Regions from separate parts of the Pan troglodytes genome. Here regions 2 and 3 are each linked to region 1. The links are chromatin contacts, called in public Hi-C maps. All regions are on one chromosome and are shown on one strand. The core of a region is the stretch at or near the end of the contact, and the rest is flanking DNA. Distances in the headings are between cores, read along the strand shown. Region 1 overlaps ANK2 (ankyrin 2). Region 2 holds the start of LARP7 (La ribonucleoprotein 7, transcriptional regulator). Region 3 overlaps ANK2 (ankyrin 2).

Region 1 (4,425 bases), core at 1,422-3,921:
AAAGTGAAACACCCCCTCATGCCCACATGACCTTTCCCATTAAACAACAGCCACTCAACAAATCTTGCATATCAACTTCGTCTTCCTATATTTCTTCTTCTTTTCCCTCTCCCTGTCTACTTCTCCCTTTGTTTTCTCCTTCACCTGCCTTTCTAGCCATACTCTCTTCTTCCTCTGATTTTTTCCAGTAAAAGGCAGAGGGAGGTATTTCAGACTTGGGAGAGGATGAGAGAGATGGGAAAAGGTATCTCTGTAACAACAATATTTGATTGCCTGAATCAGAAATCCCAGCCTTTTTGAGGCAATTAAGTCCTTTTTAGGTTAAAAAATGAGTTTCTCTTGGTATCTGCTAAATAACAGTGGCCAAAAATACTATTAATAGACATTTAATTTTTAACAACAGCAGCTACATACTCATAACATATATTCAGAGAGATAACATTGTCTATAAATATTATTTCCTGCTGCCCATTCACTTTCCCCATAGGCAAAGCCTAGCGGGCCTAGGGTACTGTCTGCACCATGTTTTATTATTTATTTATTTATTTATTTATTTATTGAGACAGGGTCTCGCTCTGACACCCAGTGCCAGGCTGGAGTGCAGTGACACAATCTCAGCTCACTGCAACCTTGATCTCCTGGGTTCAAGCGATTCTCCTGCTTCAGCCTCCCGAGTAGCTGGGACTACAGACACATGCCACCATACCCGGCTAATGTTTGTATTTTTAGTAGAGACGGGGTTTCACCATGTTGCCCAGGCTGGTCTCGAACTCCTGACCTCAAGTGATTTGCCCACCTCAGCCTCCCAAAGTGCTAGGATTACAAGCGTGAGCCACCGCAACTGGCAGAACATACTGTCTGCCCCTCATTTTAGAAGTCAGATTAAATTTAGCATTTTGATACATACTATCTTGAATTGCTCTGCAATTATTTTACTAGGAATTTGATAACAAAAGTAGGCCTTAAGAAATACCTGTGGAATTTAATTAAAGGATTCAGTTTTGTTTGGAATATCCCTTAGTTTCTAGTTTTGTGGTAAGAAAGAGATGATGCTTTACATCATAAGATATTCAAAATATATGAGCGATACTGTAAAATTACATTAAAATTACATTGCATAATTATACTTTTAAAATCTGTGCCTAGCACAGGTGATAGTGACTGAATGGATACTTTTCTGATATTTTGTAGAGTGATGGTTTGTACAGTGGAAATGTGTGTGTGGTTTGTTTCCTGCTCAGCATCCATTCCCTCTTCTGATAAAGGCATCTGGATCAGGTGGGCTAACTCAATTCCTGCCTTGGGTGAGGGAAAAGACACAATCCAGCCTGACCCACCAATGTACCCCATCTCATCAGGGCACAGTGATTGGTTTAGAGACACACAGATGTTGCAAGTAACTCTGGTAAGATTAAAGTATGGGTTTAAACTGTTGAGTAAAGAGAATTATCTTTTCTGCTGGGCTTGAGGGTAGAGGGATATAAGCCTTGAGCTGCTGGGCACCACCTTGAGGAGAAAGCCTTTCAGAAAGTGAAGTCAATACCCAGAGTAGAAAGTCAAAAAATTAAAGGAGATTAAGTATAGATAATACCACTTGACCCTCAGGATCCAGCAATTTCTGAAGGCAGATACCCCTGGACTTTTCAATTACATAATCCAGTATAAGCTGAATTTTTCTCACTTGTAATTAAAGGATTTCTAACAAAATAGTTTACTTTTGTGAATTTTTTTTTCTGGCAAAATAGTCTGCTTTACAAAAGTCAAATTTCAAAATGCATTCATTTATGCAACAAATTTTTTTTTTTTTTTTGAGACAGAGTCTTGCTCTGTGGCCAGGCTGGAGTGCAGTGGTGCGATCTCGGTTCACTGCAACCTCCGCCTCCCAGGTTCAAGCCTCAGCCTCCCAAGTAGCTGGGACTACAGGCGTGCACCACCACGCCCGGCTAATTTTTGTATTTTTAATAGAGATGGGGTTTCACCATATTGGCCAGGCTGGTCTCGAACTCCTGACCTCGGATCTGCCCGCCTCGGCCTCCCAAAGTGCTGGAATTACAGGCATGAACCACTGTGCCCAGCTGCAACAAATATTTATTAAGCATCTACTATGTGCTGGTGTATCACATTGTGTCAGTCATGCTGAGAGTAAGTTAACTAGGATCAACTACATAGTGTTCCCAACCTAGGCACTATTAGCATTTTAGGTAAGATAATTCTTAGTTGTTGAGGATGATTCCAAGTGTGGCCTCTGGTCAATATATGCCAGTACAGCCCCCAGTCACTGTCACTGTGACAAATGAAAAATGTCACAAATTTTCAGAAGTTCCTCTAGGGGGCAGTACTATGCTGATGTAGAACAGTGAAGTTGGGGGAAAGGCAGACCCTGACAGCACAGAGTTAAGAATTTTAGAGCTCTCAGACATATACTATCTAAAAGACATGTCAGAAGTCCTGAACAGAAAAAAAAGGGGGGGGGGCAGGGGGGAGTTGTTCCAGAACACAGTGGTATGTAGTATTATAAGGTAAAAGACAAGCAAGGGTTTTAATGAACTTAGAAGAGCTAAGTGAGTAGAAAGAAATCTTATAAAATATCACATGATTAAGGACAAACAAACAGAATGCTTGAGGCCACCTATAGCCAGAAGTGAGCTAAAACAAGCTAACAGTGAAATAGAGCTTTGATCCTACAAATTCAAAAGGGGACGTTCTGCAGACAACTGGTTCTCCCTCTCAACAAGGCAAGGTCAAGGCAAGGTCATAAAAAAAGGGATGAGGAAGAGAACTGTTCAGATTAAAGAGGCCTAAACAAACAACCAAAAGCAATGTGTGGACTTTACTTATATCCCGATTTGAACAATTTAGCTGTAAAGACATTCTAGGGACAATTGAGGATGTTTAAACACAGACTAGATCTTAGACGATATTAAGAAATTGTCACTTTTCTTTGATGTAGTTACATAGAAAAATGTTCATGTTTTTTGAGAGGTATATTCAGCAGGAACAATTATGTCAAGCTGCTTAATATCTCAGTACCTCAATTTCATCAGTAGAGATAACAATTACTTCATACATTGTTGAGAAGATTGAGTTAATATTTATAAAGTGCTTAAAAGAATACCTAGCATTGCCGGGCGCGGTGGCTCACGCCTGTAATCCCAGCACTTTGGGAGGCCAAGGCGGGTGGATCACCTGAGGTCAGGAGTTCAAGACCTGCCTGACAAACATGGAGAAACTCCGTCTCTACTAAAAATACAAAATTAGCCAGGGTGGTGGCACATGCCTGTAATCCCAGCTACTCGGGAGGCTGAGGCAGGAGAATCGCTTGAACCCCAGAGGCGGAGGTTGTGGTGAGCTGAGATCGTACCATTGCACTCCAGCCTGGGCAAAAAGAGTGAAACTCCGTCTCAAAAAAAAAAAAAAAAAAAAGATAACTTTTCAAGGAGACCAGTTACAAAACACAAAGGAAAGGCAATAAATAATACAAAGAAATTGGGCCGGGTACGGTGGCTCACACCTGTAATCCCAGCACTTTGGGAGGCCGAGGCCGAGGTGGGTAGATCACCTGAGGTCAGAAGTTCAAGACCAGCCTGGTCAACATGGTGAAACCCCATCTCTACTAAATAGACAAAAATTAGCCAGGCTTGGTGGTGGGCACCTATAATCCCAGCTACTTGGGAGGCTGAGGCAGGAGAGTCATTTGAACCCAGGAGGCAGAGGTTGCAATGAGCCGAGATCGGGCCATTGCGGTCCAGCCTGGACAACAAGAACGAAACTTCATCTCAAAAAAAAATACAGAGAGCATCAGAACAGAAAGATAGATTAGCGAATAGAAAAGAGATCAATGGGACGAAAAAATGGTGGAAGGAAAAATAATCATGAAAGCCAGAGGGGGCGGGGCGCAGTGGCTCATGCCTATAATCTCAACACTTTAGGAGGCCGATGCAGGCGGATCACAAGGTCAGGAGTTCAAGACCGGCCTGGCCAAGATGGTGAAACCCCGTCTCTACTAAAAATACAAAAAAATTAGCCTGGCATGGTGGCGGGCCCCTGCAATCCCAGCTACTAAGGAGGCTGAGGCAGAGAATTGCTTGAACCAGGGAGGCGGAGGTTGCAGTGAGCCAAGATGGCACCACTGCACTCCAGCCTGGACGACAGAGCCAGACTCCCTCTCAAAACAAAAAGCCAGAAAGAACATATGTGGGAATTATGTTAAACTTTAAGTGTGAGAGAGATGTGAGTGAGAGATCCAAGGAGAGATATAGGACAACCAGGAAGTACTATTCCCCAAATAAGCCAGTGAAAATGCTATATATGGTCGGGCACAGTAGCTCACGCCTGTAATCCCAGCACTTTGGGAGGCCGAGGCGGGCGGATCACGAGGTCAGGAGATCAAGACCACAGTGAAACCCCGTCTCTACTAAAAATACA
Region 2 (4,651 bases), core at 1,329-3,828, 140 kb after region 1:
AGGCGCGGTGGCTCACGCTTGTAATCCCAGCACTTTGGGAGGCCAAGGCGGGCGGATCACGAGGTCAGGAGATGGAGACCAACCTGGCTAACAAGGTGAGACCACGTCTCTACTAAAAATACAAAAAAAGAAAAAAGAAAAGAAAAAAACTAGCCGGGCATGGTGGCAGGCGCCTGTAGTCTCAGCTACTTGGGAGGCTGAGGCAGGAGAAAGGTGTGAATCCAGGAGGCGGAGCTTGCAGCGAGCCGAGATCGTGCCACTGCACTCCAACCTGGGCGACAGGGCAAGACTCCGTCTCAAAAAAAAAAAAAAAAAAAAAAAAGTAACATTTAACTGGCTTTAAATGAAGAATAAAAGTTACTGGGTAACAATACCAGTAACTTTATATACACTTTTGTAAATCCTCACAATCCCACTAGGTAGCAGTTTCTTCCATCTTCTTAACACAAAAACTCAAAAAGGTTTGAGTGACTTGGCCAAAGCTAGCTAAGTAAGTTGTCCCAGGTATGTTTGATCCCACATTGTCTACCTTTTGGTAGAATTTCCCGCAATTTATCACCACGGACTCTATATTCTGACTCAGGAATTCTTAATCTGAAGTCCATGCAATTTTGGCTGGACAAGAATTCTAGTGGGCTCCATTAAATTGTAAATGATACATTTTAAAGATAAGGTAAAATGAAGACTCTTGTACAAATATAAAATGAATACACGGTAAAGATTTAAGCACAGTCATGGGTTGCTTAACGACAAGGACACATTCTGAGAAATGCACAGTCAGGTGAGTAAGTACATCATTGCGTATGTAGTTATTCTATGATGTATTCACACAAACCTAGGTACTATCGCCTAACTCACCTATAATCTTATGGGACCACTGTCATACATGCGGTCTGTCGGTATGTGGTGCTTGACTGTAAATAAGGGAACCAGTGAAGTGCTAAAAACCAGTTCAAAGGAGAATTTAAAAAGCAGGTACACAGGCAATCAGGAACGTTGAAATGAATATTAATAAATACTGCTCAGGACAATAATTAATTGCATCTTTACTGGACAAACCTAATTTCCATGATGCTGTAGCGAGTTACACGGTTGAAAAATAGTTCAAAGACCACGAAAGACATAGATAACTTGGAAGAGTGAGTCAGACAAGACACCAAGTCATTTGTGTGTGTTTGCTATTTAAAAGTATTTCGTAATTTCTCTTGAGGAAATTATATGAAAAATGTTTGTTTGGAGACGCAGCCTCTCTCAGTGGCCCAGGCTGCAGTGCAGTGGCGCGATCCCGGCTCACTGTAATCTCTGCTTCCCGAGTTCAAGCGATTCTCCCAACCCAGCCTCTTGAGTAGCTGGGACTACAGGTGTGCACCACCACTCCCCGCTAATTTTTGTGTTTTTAGTAGAGACGAGATTTTGCCATATTGGCCAGGCTGGTCTCGAACTCCTGACCTCAAGTGATCCTCCCGCGTCGGCCTCCCAAAGTGCTGGGATTACAGGCGTGAGCCACCGTGCCCAGCCTCGCAAAATGTTTTAATAGGTGCATGCACGTTTTCCTGAGAAGCTAATCCATATAATTAAGTTTTCAAAAGAAGTGTGCCACAACAGGTTAAGAATCATTGTTCTGGTCACTGCTTACAATTCAAGTCCCTCAACACGTAGTGGCCTGTGTCTTCTGCTTTGTCTGAATCTTCTCGTCTAAATTTCCTTATTAAATTTTCAAGGCCCAGGTTAAATGGCATCTTACTCTTTGAGATCTTCCACCACCCTGTGTCCTATCATTTGTTTTCTCTTAAGTTTCTTTGCTAACGCACTCTGCACACCATATCTAGCACGTGTTAGTTCCCTTCCGTAACTGGATTTTTTACTCTTTAAGGACGATGGCAGAGTCCTGCAAAAGAAGATGATAATTTTAGAATATAAATCCTCACGTTCGCTATCCTCTGGCAGCCACAGCTCAGCTCCAATCTGCGAAATACGGCACTCTCTTTATTGACTACTGCTTCTCTCGGCACCCGTACTTCCGCAAAGACGCCGTCATAGGCTGGGCGCGCCCCAAACCTCCCCACGCCGGGCCCCTATGCGCCCCTACTCTCTGAAAACAGGAACTACAAGTGCTGCCGACGACTTTTGCGCGTGCGCATAAATAACTAGGCCAAGGAACTGATGGGTGTGCAGGACGGGGGGGCGGGGTAAGAAGGACGATAGATGATAGAGTGGACCGCAAGAAAAAGGACGGAGAGTTAATTAGACTTCGCCCAAGCTGTGCGACCCTATAGGCCGCTTGTAACTTACTCCGTTCGACTCCCAAAATACAGGGTCAAGTACTGCGGCCTTCGGACCTTTCCGTCTCCGGATCCTGATAGCCTTGGTTACTTTCGCGTCATAGGATGAGCGACAACGTTTTCCGGTCCCAATTGAGAAAGACGGGCCCGGAGGCAGTGCGCGCGCCACCTACGTCACAGGCGAGGTGGTTCCAGGAGGGCTGGGCATCGGAGAGCGCAGCCGGCTGAGAGACTCGAAGCCAAGGAAGAATTTGATTGGCGATTTGAAAGCGGCGGTTTTTGGCTTAGGCGGAGGTGGGCGGGCCAAGTTTTGGGTCCTCATCTGGTGAGGTCCCGCGTTAATGACGTCACATTGTTTCGCGGGAGAAATTCGAAAGTGGATTTTGTGCAATTTGACAGGTGAGGTGAAGTGTTTCTCGGGTTTTCCTAGGAATGACTTGAGCGATTTGGGGCGAAGGGACGAAAGACTCTGCTCCTTAAGAAGAGAACCGGGAAGGATGCTGTTTGGAACTAGGATTGGGGTGGTCGCAGTCACAGCTACTCGGACTGCTTGTAATAAGTGGTGCCTCTTCACCGTTTTTCCCAGGCCTTGCTTTGCAATTTCGAGTAGATATGAGGACCAAAGAGGGCTTTGCTGTTTGTATTTAGGACTGAGAAAGTATCAAGTCTCCATTGTCATTTGGTGACAGGATTATGGTTATTAGAATCTTGGCAAATGAGATGTGGGTTTCCTTTGTTTATTTGGACTGGATGGTTTGTTAACAATGTTGAGTTCGTGATTCCAAAACTTTGTTATCCGAACTATTTAGAGGTTCAGGTTTAGGTTCAAAAAATACTCCTTGTTTAAAAAAAAAGGAAAAATATCTTGTATTTAAATGAATAATGGCTCATACTTCACTGAGAACACCGAGTTTTATGTATATATATTGTGTCCGTACCTATAGTAGCACAATGTGTATGTACGTATATGTGTGTATGTACGTATATCTGTGTGTATGTATGTATGTATATAATTATCACAGAACATCTGGGGTCTTTAAAAACTTATTTGGAGATTAATCTTTCACCTACTAGAAGTCGGTCAACAGGTGAATTGTCTGGTAGACGTGGACAGATGAACACTTGGAAAAAACTCTATCTTTGCATCTCACTTAAATATATATGATGCTGTTGTCTAAAATAATTTTTTCTGATTAATACTAAGATAAGAAAGGGTGTTGACTTTCAATGAATAAGTATTAGAGCTCTTCTAAATTTTAAAAGATCCAGTTAGCTTTTTTTTTTTTAGGTTTTCTCCTATAATCGAATTTAACCATCCTTTAAGAGTTTCAGTCTTCTCAGTTCTTTTTAAACTGTACATTCCAGAAGTAATATCTCAATTTAGGAAAATAATGGAGAATTTATCTTGCAATTGCGAAATAGCATATAAGTTATCCTAAGCTAGTAAATACTGGGTTCCTAATCTGTAAATTGTAATAATGCTTATTCTTCAGGGTTATGAGACTGATAAATACTGTATGTAAAGTATCTCGTCCAATTCCTGCCTGATACATAGTATGTAATCAATAGTTATATATAATTACACACGATAATCATAATTGTATATTACATAATACAGTAATAATAGTTATATATTATATAATTACATAATTATAATGTATATAATTAATATAATGTATATAATGTAGTTTATAATATAGCACTTTGTGAAGCTGGAAGGATTGCTTGAGCCCAGGAGTTTGAGGCCACAGCGAGCTATGATTGCAACACTGCACTCCAGCCTAGGTGACAGAGTAAAAGAAAAAGAAAAGTTAAAAAGCCAACAGAAACAAAACCTCCAAATAAAGCATTTAACAGTCTCTAGCATATGGTAGCACTGAATAAATGGTAGCTATTAAACAGATCTGATATTAATAACTGCCACATGCCCAGCTCTGTGTCTGTACCATGTATTCTCATCTATGTATACAGCATATCTAGCCCAGGAGTGTTTTTCTCGATCTCTCTTTTATCTTCTTGGCATTCTTAGGCATCAGCAGTTTATGTACACTGGAGGGGAGGGAGATAGGATGTGGAAGTTGTATTTCTTTTTTTTTTTTTTTTTTGAGATGGAGTCTCGCTCTGTCGCCCAGGCTGGAGTGCAATGGCGTGATCTCTGCTCACTGCAACCTCCGCCTCCCGGGTTCAAGCAATTCTTCTGCCTCAGCCTCCTGAGTAGCTGGGATTGCAGGCGTGTGCCACCATGCCCAGCTAATTTTTGTATTTTTAGTAGAGACGGGGTTTCACCATGTTGGTCAGGCTGGTCTCGAGCGCCTGACCTCATGATCCACCCGCCATGGCCTCCCAGAGTGCTGGGATTACAGGCGTGA
Region 3 (4,138 bases), core at 351-2,850, 180 kb before region 1:
GAAAAGATGACATCTGCACTGTATTCACTGACATCAAAACAGCCTGTGTTGGGCTTCAGTAGTAATAATAGTAATCATTGTTCACTGCATGCATGCTTAGGTCTAGATGTTTAACACACATTTCATCCAAAGAAGAACACTGCAGTTACGAATGACATACAACATGTAGTAAATATTTTTAAATAAGTTTCAAAGTGATTATATAAATTGCTGAAGGTAACACAGCTATTAGTGAAACACCTGGCTGTGAACTCAAGCCTAAGGAACAGCCTTTGCCCTGCATGCTTTCTGCTGCTTCCCCCTAGCTCTCTGGGTAGTTACTAGAAACAGCACCCACTTATTTTCATTTTATATATTAATGTTCTAAACTCTATTATATATATCTATATTAAATATATACCTTCTAATGGTCTGAAAACAATACATTTATAAGTTTCATTTGTGCAAATTTCAGTCATCTTCTCTCTGCAGCTTTGGTCCAGATGCCTGCATGCTTCGCTTTTCCAAACTTTAAGCTTACGGAAATATAGGTAAATAATTGTAGTCATTTTGTGGCATAACTCAGAACAAATTGTAAGCACCTTAGGTGATAGCAGGATCCCAAAGCAAAGATTTCCATTAAAACTTTGGTCATAAGTCATCTCTTAATGAGCGACATAAAATGCCTAATCATAAAGTAACTACGCTTCATAAAATCAGCCATTCATTGAAGGGCACAACATTAAGAATAATGGGGGTTAAATAACTGTTTAGTTATGGCTCCTACCCCCAAAGAGAATAAAATATTATGTGAAGAAAATATGGACCCAACAAGCATGCAATACCCATTCACAAGAATGAATCATGCAAGAGAAAATCATACTGATTTGTTGTTTCTGCATCAGCTTCATACCAGAGTTAACTGGCAAAGGTTGTCTAGAAAATATGGGTTGAGTAGGGATCTTAAGAAAAGCTTTTATTCTTCAACTTAAAAGAATAATTGATCCACTGAGCACAATCACCTAAGGAAGTGCATTTTAAAAGAAAGCACATGTTTGAAGAACATTACTACTTTCTAGCTTTATAACTTTGGGGAAATTACATAATCTCTTCAGGTTTCAGTCAGCTTACCTCTAAAATAGAATTATCATACCTATCTCATAACGTTGTATATGGATTCAAAACAACTGTCTAAGAACTTGGCATTGTACCTGTCACTGTTTAGTAGTTAATTTTAAGCAAAATTAGATTTTTACACTTATGAATTCCAAAATTAGCTAATCTGATATGCTCCCAGTTTCCTGTATAAACTTAATTTATTTGTAACTTAGAAATAGTGCATGGACAGCTGCATCTGATTGATGAGAACACCACCACGTTTGCCTTCTAATTCTCCCCAGATTCCACCTTCCTTGTTTGGTGATTTGATTTAAACACTCCTTTAAAGATCCGTTAGCTGTCTGCGCCTTAATCAAATTATAGACAGTCTTCAATTTACAAGAATCCTCACAAGCCCTGGCCATCTGCACCTCTGCTCTGACTTGGGCTGCACTTAGGACAGGCGGCAGGCTAACAGCATCACAGCTTGCTCACTCCTCAGTGCTCCAGCTCCTGAAAGCCGACCCCATCCTCCACCCCACCACAGGCAGGCATGGGGATGCAGACTCTGTTGGCATGGGCTCCTTTCCAGGAAAGGCTCTGGTGTTTGTGTTCTGGGATATTCCTGTCTCCCGCTCAACAAGCCCCTCTCAAAGCCGAAGAAAGGCAACAAACCCCTCTCAAAGTTCAGGAAAGGCAACTGAGCTTCTGGAGCCTGAGCCCAGAAAATCACTAATTTAAAAACAACTTCTTTGTTCTACTAAGATTATGAGCATGATTACTTGCAGAGTGACAAGATCATTGCCTCCTCTCCTGGGTCCAGCTGACTCAGCTACACTAACTCTCTCCCAGTCACTGTTTCCTGAACCACCCCGGGTTCAGGTATTTCTCTGTGCCAGTCTTGTTGCAAGGTAGCAGAGTATACGGATGAGAGCATGCACTTTGATGTCAGAGGAACATGGGTTCTAGGCAAGGCTCTGTCACTTCTGAGCTGTGTAACTTGGGAAAGGTGACATAATGTCTTAAAGCTTCGGCTTCTCATGTGTAAAATGGGCATTATAAGACAACCATCACTCATGATAAAGACTATATGGTTATATTTTTCAAACTGGAGTCTGTTGAACTGAATTCTTGGCAGGGGTGGTGTCCTGTGTCTGTCAATGTACTCATGTTGAATTATTTTACCCAGTGACAAAGGAAATAAGCCTTTTTTGCAGGGATTATGTGGAATTAATAGATTCTTTTCGGTTTTGTCAAGGTTCCTCAAACTGATGTGTACAGATGCATTCCCAAGTCCGCTTCTTAGAATGACTGCTTGTGGTTACCAATCAGAAAAGGTAGCTCTGACCCTACGATTTATTAAATAATTTTTGTAATGAGGCACTATGTCTATTTTTCCTCACCTAATTATTACTTTTAAAATCTTGATACTAAATGGTAGTCAGAAATATTATTTACTCTTTTTGGTTTTGAGAGGTGCAATTCACCAGTATTTCTGATTCTCCTCCTTCTGGGCACAAGATGGGACAGCCCTTTCCTACACTTGCTTTGGCCAATGAAATGTGAGCCAAAGTAACATGCATCACTTCTAGGAAGAACTCTTTCACACTCAGAACACATTTTGTCATGTTTATTCCTAGTGCCAGGCCAGGCAGCATTATTCCAGATGGTGGAAGCTCTGCCTCAAATGAAGACAATGTGGAGCAGAGCCCCTGCCAACCCAAGATACATGTGGTATGAGGAAAAGATACACCTTTGTGATTGTAAGCCACTAAGGTTAGGGGCTATTTGTTACTACAGCACAACGTAGCCCATTCTAACTGATACACAGTTGCTTAAATATTTTGTAATAACTCATATAAATTCTTGCCTATCACACTCTTGGTCTAAGAAAGTCAACTGTCAATACGACACTGCCTTTTTCAGAAAGGTACTTTTTCCTAAAAGATAATCAACTCTCAGAGGGAGAGCTACCTGAATTAGATAATTTTCCTTAAAGGTAAGGTCAGTCCACTGATTAGCTACCTCTCACATTCCCTCTTACATTCTCTACAAGTCATGTATTTATTCTGTTATCTGCCTCAGCTCTCTTCATTGCAAACAAGCTAATCTTTTCATTTTTTTTCTATGCTGAACTTTAACCCTGGAATCACGTACCAATTATCATATGCATACAACTAGCCTGCTCATCAAACCCTAGATATCCACCCATTTAGAGGTCCCAATGGGGAAGGGGGGTGGGACAGAGGAGAATATGGACATAAAAGACAAAATTAGGGTTAATAAGCTCCTCAACTCTTGGAGTTACGGATATCTTTTATGTACTGTAGCAATGATTACATGTATTCATTATTAATAGTAACTTCCTATTATCCTGATCACAAAGAAGTAAGCTGTTTACATTTTTAAAAATTCCTAATTAATGGATAGTTTAATTTACCCAAGTTAAAGAAAATATTGTGTTAGGCAGTTCTGTCAACTGCAAAATTCACTTCCTCTGTTTATTAACTGGAAATGAAAATACATGTACCATAGTCTGTGGGTAAGATCATAGTGAACAAATAGACAAGAGAATGGTACAAAGCAGCTAATACAATATATCATTTATGACTTAGGAAAAAGCCATAATAAATGGATGCATGCCAGGCCCTCCTGGAACAATAAGTGAAAGGCTTGTCCAGTAAGGGGAAAGGATGTAATGCCTGATTGCTATGTGGATAACCTTTATACATGTGTTTTTTAGTCCTTGCTGGATATAAATATTAGTTCAATGGACTGAAAAATTCTGCAAAATAGACCTCAGGCTTCTGTAATTAAGGACCACCAAAAACCATCTCCATTTTGTTTAGTCTGAGGTCATCTAAATTACATCTGTCATACAAATTAAGTTTGCATCCATAAAGCTTGTTACTGAATACCAACTCTGCTTTCTTAATTAAAAATTATTAACAAGAGTGCCAGAAGATAAACTAAATTATATTCTCTCAAAGTAATCTCTTCCCACTACCCTTACCCTCTCCCTCAAATGTTTACAGCAAAACAAGGTAAAGGGGAAAGAAGA

The links. A called contact is a pair of places that touch in the nucleus more often than the background predicts.
Region 2: a contact with region 1 is called in a Hi-C map of induced pluripotent stem cells, with 5 times the contacts expected there. The contact joins the promoter of LARP7 here to the enhancer-like site in region 1. A contact is called at or near these places in 3 of 7 Hi-C or Micro-C datasets (blood, induced pluripotent stem cells and stem cell-derived neural progenitor cells), 1 of 1 datasets of contacts at active chromatin or transcription factors (stem cell-derived excitatory neurons) and 1 of 1 other capture datasets (stem cell-derived neural stem cells).
Region 3: a contact with region 1 is called in a Hi-C map of induced pluripotent stem cells, with 2.1 times the contacts expected there. The contact joins two enhancer-like sites. A contact is called at or near these places in 4 of 7 Hi-C or Micro-C datasets (blood, induced pluripotent stem cells and stem cell-derived neural progenitor cells) and 1 of 1 other capture datasets (stem cell-derived neural stem cells).

Annotation. Positions count from the first base shown.
Region 1 is chr3:114,236,662-114,241,086 of NHGRI_mPanTro3-v2.0_pri, reverse strand. All of the region lies in intron 1 of ANK2 (ankyrin 2), which reads right to left. Among named protein-coding and RNA genes, the nearest start is that of ANK2, 67 kb to the right of the region's middle. Within about 2 kb of position 2,671, at least 2 of the 24 cell types and tissues checked have an H3K27ac peak or open chromatin away from gene starts, as enhancers often do. A contact at or near this core is called in induced pluripotent stem cells, where this site is marked.
Region 2 is chr3:114,098,463-114,103,113 of NHGRI_mPanTro3-v2.0_pri, reverse strand. It overlaps LARP7 (La ribonucleoprotein 7, transcriptional regulator), which reads right to left and starts at 2,578. Exons shown (of 13, transcript XM_063809758.1): 1 at 2,293-2,578. ZGRF1 (zinc finger GRF-type containing 1) reads left to right here and starts at 2,136. Exons shown (of 27, transcript XR_010156669.1): 1 at 2,136-2,681.
Region 3 is chr3:114,415,428-114,419,565 of NHGRI_mPanTro3-v2.0_pri, reverse strand. All of the region lies in intron 1 of ANK2 (ankyrin 2), which reads right to left. Among named protein-coding and RNA genes, the nearest start is that of ANK2, 250 kb to the right of the region's middle. Within about 2 kb of position 1,600, at least 6 of the 24 cell types and tissues checked have an H3K27ac peak or open chromatin away from gene starts, as enhancers often do. A contact at or near this core is called in induced pluripotent stem cells, where this site is marked.